Regions from separate parts of the Danio rerio genome. Here region 1 is linked to region 2. A link is a contact called in public Micro-C data. All regions are on one chromosome and are shown on one strand. Each heading gives the region's core, a stretch centred on a gene start, on an enhancer-like site or on the middle of the called end of the contact. The rest is flanking DNA. Distances are from core to core; before and after follow the strand shown. Region 1 overlaps pdlim4 (PDZ and LIM domain 4). Region 2 overlaps pdlim4 (PDZ and LIM domain 4).

Region 1 (4,339 bases), core at 178-2,677, 38 kb after region 2:
TGGATGCTTTAGGGCTGGGAGATGTGGCGGCATACAGAAGGCAAAATTATCCGTTTTAATACAGTTAAAGTCATTCGCCCTCCTGTGATTGACCAGCCCACCACCTTCTCTAAACCCAACCGATAGTATTTTCTAAAGCACCAATTGACCAGCCCACCACCTTCTCTAAACCCAACCGATAGTATTTTCTAAAGCACCAATTGACCAGCCCACAACCTTCTCTAAACCCAACCGATAGTGTTTTCAAAAGCATCAATTGACCAGCCCACCACCTTCTCTAAACCCAATTGATGGTGTTTTCAAAAGCATCAATTGACCAGCCCACCACCTTCTCTAAACCCAATTGATGGTGTTTTCAAAAGCATCAATTGACCAGCCCACCACCTTCTTTAAACCCAATTGATGGTGTTTTCAAAAGCATCAATTGACCAGCCCACCACCTTCTCTAAACCCAACCGATAGTGTTTTCAAAAGCATCAATTGACCAGCCCACCACCTTCTTTAAACCCAATTGATGGTGTTTTCAAAAGCATCAATTGACCAGCCCACCACCTTCTTTAAACCCAACCGATGGTGTTTTCAAAAGCACCAATTGACCAGCCCACCACCTTCTCTAAACCCAACCGATAGTGTTTTCAAAAGCAGTCCAGAAAAAGAAAAGCCCCCGCGGCTGCCTTTTTTTTCAGATCTTACCACGTTTGACCATGTTATTTACTTGTTTATTTAATTTTTTTGTATTTTGTTTTTGTTTGTTGTCGGCTCTCTGAAACTGGACTCGAACCCCATCCTCCCGGTCAACTCCTTTCTGCATCTCAAGTCTGCCAACGTTTGTGGCGAGCATACATGAACCTTTTGCTGTTTGCGTCTTCGGTTTCATTCTATAACACTGGACTTATTTTTCTATGAAGGTTTGAACTTTGAGAGTGTTGAAATAAGAGAAAAGTGTGAAAATGTTAATGCCTGTCAGAGAAAAGTGTATAGAGTGTGTAGTGACGGGTTTTAAAGCAGTTAGACATCTATAATAATTGTAAACAATAAAGCGGACTACTTTGCAGATTTCACCTATTGTAACTCCCGCATTTAACGAGGGACCACTGTACTGATATTTTGGTCAGGATCTGTTCTGACGGCAGACATGTTTGCCTTTCTAAACTACATTTTGACTTCAGACTCTTAAAGGATGTTTGGCAAGTGCTGCGCAAACCTCTCTTCAATGACATCATCCCAGCGTCTCTTTCAAGCTGGCTTTTCAGCTGTCAAGAGATGGTAAACGTAGCTCTTCCCTCTTTTTGTTTCCTCCTCTAAGCTTTCAAATCCTCAGCACAATTCTTCATTCATGCGTCATTGTCCACTAAGCACTCAGTCCTGCCCTGTTTTCTCTTCGCCTTAATTCCTCCCTTTTTTATTTTCTCCGCTCCCCTGCACTTTCATGACCCAGGTCTTATGACTCACTGCGCTGTAAGTCGCTGGCCCAGCAGGCTCTTTCCGACAGCTCCATGACTTGTGGAAACAAATCTTTGTCATACGCGCTTTTCCAGAGCGCAACTTTCCTTAAAGAGAAAGGAGAAGGAGGCTTGGGAAATACGGAGAGATTCCCAGCAGCTGTTTTGCTGCGTTCCCGGTGGCTTGAGGATGTGCCAGGGTGAGTTTGTGTGACGTTACATCGTTTTTTTTTGTCCATTGCTGACTCAAGAGGTCAACCAGGAACACATCCGGTATATCCAGTAACCCGATCTCTGCTGCATCCCATTGACAGCTTATATTACACCCCACAAGCAAGGCTGGATGGTATGACACACATCTTATATCAGGAAATAAGTCACCTCATATCCTGATAGTGATTTATTTTTATATATATTATTTTAATATGGGTTGCCATCTCCAGGTTGGAGGAAAGCTCTGACCCCAGGTGGAGGAGTTCAGGTATCTTGGAGTTGTGTTTACGAGTGAGGGATGGATCGTGAGGTTGACAGGCGGATTGGTGCAGCGGCAGCAGTAATGCGGTCGATGTATCAGTCCGTTGTGGTAAAGAAGGAGCTGAGCTGAAAGGCAAAGCTCTCGATTTACCGTTCAATCTTTGTTTCTACTCTCATCTATGGTTATTAACTTTGGGTCATGACCCCAAGATCTCAGATACAAGCGGCTGAAATGAGTTTCCTTCACAGGGTGGAAAGGGCGCACCCTTATAGATAGGGTGAGGAGCTCTGACACCCGGGAGGAGCTTTGAGTAGAGCCGCTGCTCTTCCACATTGAGAGAAGTCAGCTGAGTTGGCTCGGGCATCTGTTTTGCATGCCTCCTAGACGCCTACCTAGAGAGGTGTTCCAGGCATGTCCTACCGGGAGGAGGCCTCGGGGAAGACCCAGGACATGCTGGAGAGACTTTGGGCCCTATCATACACCCGAAGCAAGGCACAACGCAAATGTTGTTTGCTAGTTTCAGCTCGACGCAAGTGTCGTTTTGACGTTTTGCAGCACGCCGTTTAAATAGCAAATGCATTTGCGCCCATAAGCAGTCTGGTCTAAAAAAGGAGGTGTGTTAAGGCGCATTGCTGGTGCGTTGCTATTTCGAGGATCTAAAATAGACTGTACCATAGATCAGCTTAGAGCAGGTCTAAAGTCCAGTGCAGAACGCTTTAGTTGTGCACCTCACTTAAACATTGGGTAACTCTTTATAATAACTACACACTATAAATCTTTTATTAAGCTTTAGCATCTAGTGAATTCATTATCTGTATCTACTCATTAACTCTACATTAATAAACGTTAGTAAGCAGTTTATAACTTCAGCTACAAATGCTGTATTCTTGACTTATAAGCACCTATATAATGTGTTTAATAATTGTACTTTCATACTTAGTTTATGATTTATTTTTCATTTCTAAATTAAGTAACGCTTTATTTACAGACCAGTTATTTAAGAGTATTTGAGGGTTTTTAGGATAATTCAGAATGAGTTAGTAAATGATTAATAAACTATTGAAATCAACATTTATATATTGTATTATTCAGGCATATACTAATAGTTAACTAATATGTTAATAAATGCTTTATTAACTAAACTTCATGCAGTTTTGTGTCCTAATCTAAAGTGAGGACTATTAATGCTTTATAAATCCCTTATAAATGACTTTGCAATCTTTTCTATAAAGTTAAATGACTGTAAAGTTTAAACATTGCTGAATAACAGGAGTGTCAAAATACGACATAAAACTGGATAAAACAACAACAACAATATAATAATTTGACAATATAATAAGATGCAATGTTTAAGCTCTACAGTGAGTTTATTTTAGATAAGCGTGCAAAGATTTATTTTACATTTGAAGTACAGTTTCATTTGTGTATCTTTAAATGAACAGGAATGAATAATGTCATTTTTCCTGTTTAGAATTTAACTGAGCCTTTATTTGTCATTTATAAGGGATTTATAAAGCATAAATAGTCCTCACTTTAGATTAGGTCACAAACTAGATGAAGTTGAGTTAATAAAGCATTTATTAACATACATAGTAACCATGAATATATGCCTGAATAATAAGATATATAAATGTTGATTTCAATAGTTTATTAATCATTTATTAACTCTTTCTGAATGATCCTAAAAACCCTAAAATACTCTTAAATACAAATGGTTTGTAATTAAAGCGATACTTAATTTAGTAATGAAAAATAAATCATTAACTAAGCATAAAAGTACAATTATTAAGCACATAATAAATATGTTTGTAAGTCAAGAATACAGCATTTGTAGCTGCATACTAATGTTTATTAATGTAGAGTTAATGCTTAACAGATAATGAATTCACTTTTTACTGATGCTTAATAAATAATTTATAGTGTGTAGTTATTATGAAGTGTTACCAAAAGAACAAAAGGAATAAAATACTACAAAAATTATTATTTCCTACATCAATATAAAAAGCACTGCCTTCATGCCTTCTTCATCTCGGGGGGCTTTTTCATTTTATTATTATTATTATTTTCTTTTGTATAATGTTATTATTAGTAGCAGTATTATTTATTATCTGCATATTTATAATTGTTTTATTAAAAACAAGCTTAGATTTGCTCACCTGTCAGGTTTTAGCCCATATTGGGCACAGCATGTGTGTTTGGATTTAACTGAATGTAGAAATAGTTTTGAAACAAGTCTTTGTGCTTTACAAACAAAATTAATTAGGCTAATGGATGTCTGTGCGTACAACACGTTTCCTTATCCATGAAAGAGAGTGAAAGAGAAAGTGGCTGAATGGAGGAGGCTCATTCTCTCATTCTCGCGCTGCAGATGCTCTGTTTAACTTGTTCTCGCTAGTGAAGCGTTCAGTTTTAACACTTACAA
Region 2 (4,687 bases), core at 1,728-4,227:
ATATATATATATATATATATATATATATATATATATATATATATATATATATATATATATATATATATATACGTAAATATGCTGTTACGATTCAGCATCGCAAACATCAGGCTTTACAGGAAATTAAGGGTAATCTAAAAAAATGTCTGCAAATATTTTCAGTTGTCAAACTGTAAACATGCTGAATTTACTAAATACCAAAACAAACAAACAAACAAACTGATATCACTTTAGTTTAAGTAACGATTCTCACTATTAACCACTGGCTTATTATCTGCATATGGAGATACCGGCTGTTTATATTAGTAGAGTTGAGGAAGAGTAAAACTAATACATTACAATCTTGAGTCACCTTTTTTTCTTCTAAAATAACCATTTTTGTTACGTTTTAAGGAAAGTAATTGTCATTTTTGCACATTTTGCATTATTTTTGCAAACCATTTTTATTTTTTTCGTCTTAGCTAGGCTTAAGATTGTAATGTATTACTTTTAAAGTAATTTTTCCCAACACTGTATATTAGTACTTATAAAGCACATATTCTGCATCTCTAATCATACACAATACCTAAATACAACTAACCTGACAATAGTCTCGTCGTGGATCATATTTGTATGAGCAGCAAATGATAACTTGACTTCTAGTTGATCAATTGGAAAAGGGGCAGAAGGTGGATTTTTCTGATGGATGATCTGTTGATCTGCATCCCAATCATCACAAATACTACAGAAGACCTACTGGAACCAGCATGGAGCCAAGATTCTCACAGAAATCAGTCAAGTTTGGTGAAGGAAAAATCATGGTTTGGGGTTACATTCAGTATGGGGGCGTGCGAGAGATCTACAGAGTGGATGATCAACATCAACAGCCTGAGGTATCAAGACATCTGTGCTGCCCATTACATTACAAACCACAGGAGAGGGACAATTCTCCAGCAGGATAGCGCTCCTGCTCATACTTCAGCCTCCACATCAAAGTTCCTGAAAGCAAAGAAGGTCAAGGTGCTCCAGGATTGGCCAGCCCAGTCACCAGATATGAACATTATTGAGCATGTCTGGGGGAAGATGGACAAGACAAAGAATCTTGATGAACTCTGGGAGTCCTGCACGGATTTCTTCTTCATTCCAGATGACTTTATTAATCAGTGATGTGAGTCATGTCAGAGATGTATGGATGCAGTCCTCCAAGCTCATGATGGAGTCAGACACAATATTCATTCTGTCTCCACTGCAGCAGGACTTTATATTCTATACTGGACATTATTTCTGTTCAGTGATGAGACTTTAGTCTAAGCAAAATCAGACCTTACTGTCCTAATTACATAATTAAAAATCAAGGCATGATCATATTTTATTGTGCTCAAATAAGTGTAATCAAGAGGCCTTTGCCTTTCATATAAGCCACTTCTGATGCCAAATTATCAACTAGAAGTCAACTTATTATTTGTTGTTTTTAAAACTTGACAGGGAACAAGACTTTTGTCTAGTAGTGTACCTATAAATATAAATAAGCAGCACATTAGGAGTTTATTGATGCAAGAGTCCTAGTGCATGGTTTATTAATAATAAGAACTGTACTTTAAAGTAAAGTTTGACCAAAGATCCTCTTTAAATCGTTGTTTCAGCATGGCAGAAGTTCATGTGAATGAGAAAACCGTTTCATTTGAAAACATTTTTGACACATTTATGAAAGCAGTTATGTGTCGAAATTCACATGCAGTTGAAGTCAGAATTATTAGCCCCCTTTTTATTATTTTAAAAATATTTTTTCTAATATTTCCCAAATTATGTTTAACAGAGCAAGGAAATTTTCACAGTATGTCTGATAATATTTTTTCTTCTGCAGAAAGTCTGATTTGTTTTATTTCGGCTAGAATAAAAGCAGTTTGAATTTTTTAAACACCATTTTAAGGTCAATATTTTTAGCCCCTTTAAACTATATGTTTTTCCACTAGTCTACAGAACAAACCATCGTTATACAATAACTTGCCTAATAACCCTAGATAACCTAAATAACCTAGCTAAGCCTTTAAATGTCACTTTAAGCTGTATAGAAGTGTCTTGAAGAATATCTAGTCAAATATTATTTACTGTCATCATGACAAAGATAAAATAAAGATTATTAACTCATTATTACTCAATACTCATCTCATTATTAGAGATGAGTTATTAAAACTATTATGATTAGAAATGTGTAAATCTGCTCTCCGTTAAACAGAAATTGGAGAAAAAAATAAACGGGGGGGGGCGAAAAATTCTGACTTCAACTGTACGTGCACATCTCCTGTTTTAAGGGATAGTTCACCCCAAAATTCAATTTGCTCGCTTTTTTACTTTCCCTCAAGTGCTTTATAAAACCTATTCGAGTTTCCTTATTCTACACCAGTGGTGCTCAACCCTGTTCCTGGAGATCGACCTTCCTGCACAGTTCAGCTCCAACCTGATCCATTATTTAGGACCTGAACTGCACTTGATAATTACAGGCAGGTGTGTTTAATACGGGTTGCAACTGAAATCTGCAGGAAGGTCTATCTCCAGGAACCGGGTTGGTCACGCCTGTTCTACACAATATGTTGAAGACAGCTGGAAACATTGATCGACATAGCACTATTGAAGTCAATGGAAATAGTTCTCCAGCATTTTTCAAAGTATTTTCTTTTGCGTTCTACAGGATAAAGAAACTTCTGAAGGTTTGAAACTAGTAAAAGGTGAGTAAATGATGATTGTTCATTTTAGGGTGAACTGTCCCTTTAAATCTGATCAAGCCAAGTTTTCCATTCTTACACTCTTTACGACAAATATAAAGTTGGATGTTATAATGAAAGCCAGATCATCTACTAAAATACAAACCAAACAGAATAAACACACCGGCTTGAACTCTCTGAGTAAATGAATGCCGTCTCCACATTTTCCACATTCTTCTGCGGCCGTCCTGAGCACCTCAGTTCACCGCAGAGAAATAACCGAGGTGAACAGATGTTCCTGTCAGAAGTGTGTTTCTACTCTGTCATCTCGAAATGTCTTCTGCTGTGTAAGAATGTTAGAAAGGACCCGTCCTAAATGTGCTGCTGACCTAGAAAACTGCAGGTTAACAAACTACAGAGACTGAAAAAAAAAGCTTCAGTTTGTTATTCTCATTTCCACCTCGCCGGAGTCCTCCAGGAAAAGCTGTGTGTGGGTGTGTTTTAGAAAGTGTGTGTGTGTGTGTTTAGACCAGTTCCACTTTAGAGTTGGGATAAACGGCCACTACGTCGTAGCCCTCAGGAGGCTGGACGCGGGCCTTGGCGTGGGTCTCACAATACAGATTGTCATCGATGAAGAAATATCCTCTCTGCTTCAGGTTGAGGCCGCAGTCGTCACACATGAAGCAGTCGGGGTGGTAGAGCTTGTCTCGGGCCTTCACGATGACTCCCCTGTGTCAACACAAACATTAAAGGGCTTTTAGAGTCTGCGTGAGCCGGAAGCTGTGCTTTATTTTCATATTGTGTTGCAGTTCCTTGAGAAACGGAATGTTAAATGAGAAAACAGTGGGCGTGGCTTGTTTTTTCTACTGCGAGCTGATTGGATGTAGTAAAGTAGGCATTTCATTCAGAAAGATGTGGAACAGGGTTTGGGAAAAGTTATTTGTAACGGAGCAAAGAAGTGTGTTAAATTAATGCCTAAGTGGGGACAGCGCCCTCTAGAGTGTGCGTGGTGTAATAAGCGCGTGGAGTAGAGATCGCCCACATCAGAGTTACCGTAGCATTGCTGTGGGTAAGTCGCGCGTCGCATGTGGAAAATGACCATTAATAAGTGTTTAAAGCACATAAATATTAGCTTTAATGTGACTAAATGTTTCAATGAATATGTTGGGACACTGTTGAGTTGTGTTTGGCGTCGACTGTGTTACTCAATCTTGAGTTTATAACGTGTTTATATAACGAGGCCTGATTGTAATCAATTTGTCTTGTGTTTCATATAGAAGTGGTCATTTTCTTTACGAACCAGCAACTATTTGCACGCGCTGTCTGTCTCCATTGTACAGGTATGTGTTAAATGTTATTCATTAATTGTTTGTAATTCTTTTTTTATTTCTCATTCAAAACGAGTTGCTAAAAGTCTCCACTAGGTGGGGAAGTTTCCTTACTTTTGGAGTTGAATTGTATCGCTCTGTGTTACTCAGTGATTGTACATTGAGAATTGTGATTCAGTGATTTGTCATATAAAATTCAAAGTGTGTTATGTTTTTCATATTCAACCTGTTGAAATTTACACTATACGATCACAAAATTAAAAATAATTCATTGGTATATAAAAAAGAAGAAAAAAAATGTATAAAACAGAGCAGAGTTACCGAAGCTTTGCTGTGGAAGTGGTTATTCTCTATGGATAGTTTCCATTGTACATTGTACAAAAGACAGCCCAGGCTAGACTGTCACATTGGTGCCGTGACCCGGAATGGAAGTGAGGTTTAGGGGGGTGAGTGTAGCAGAGGCCAGCTAGTAAGTGCTGTGCAGGTAAACCTCACTCCTCTGACCTCTAAAGGTGCTCAAGCGACAGACGCTAGAGGCCATGGTCTTTAGCCTTCTTGATAGAGCAACCAACCCCCATGCGGAAGGGAGCGGGTTGGATGGTGTAGGACCGGCGGGTTTACATTAGTGCCGTGACCCGGATAGGAATAAGGTTTAGGAGGTGAGTTTGACGGAAGCCA

Evidence for each region. A called contact is a pair of places that touch in the nucleus more often than the background predicts.
Region 1: a contact with region 2 is called in a Micro-C map of caudal fin, with 2.0 times the contacts expected there. The contact joins two enhancer-like sites. A contact is called at or near these places in 2 of 18 Hi-C or Micro-C datasets (caudal fin and an unstated tissue).

Annotation. Positions count from the first base shown.
Region 1 is chr21:47,523,519-47,527,857 of GRCz12tu, forward strand. All of the region lies in intron 2 of pdlim4 (PDZ and LIM domain 4), which reads right to left. Among named protein-coding and RNA genes, the nearest start is that of pdlim4, 25 kb to the right of the region's middle. Within about 2 kb of position 1,428, at least 33 of the 62 cell types and tissues checked have an H3K27ac peak or open chromatin away from gene starts, as enhancers often do.
Region 2 is chr21:47,484,309-47,488,995 of GRCz12tu, forward strand. pdlim4 (PDZ and LIM domain 4) reads right to left here. Exons shown (of 7, transcript NM_001042696.2): 7 at 2,654-3,410. The coding sequence ends at 3,206. The region is part of intron 2 of LOC141379926 (a long non-coding RNA gene); the gene reads left to right. Among named protein-coding and RNA genes, the nearest start is that of dkc1, 36 kb to the left of the region's middle. Within about 2 kb of position 2,978, at least 6 of the 62 cell types and tissues checked have an H3K27ac peak or open chromatin away from gene starts, as enhancers often do.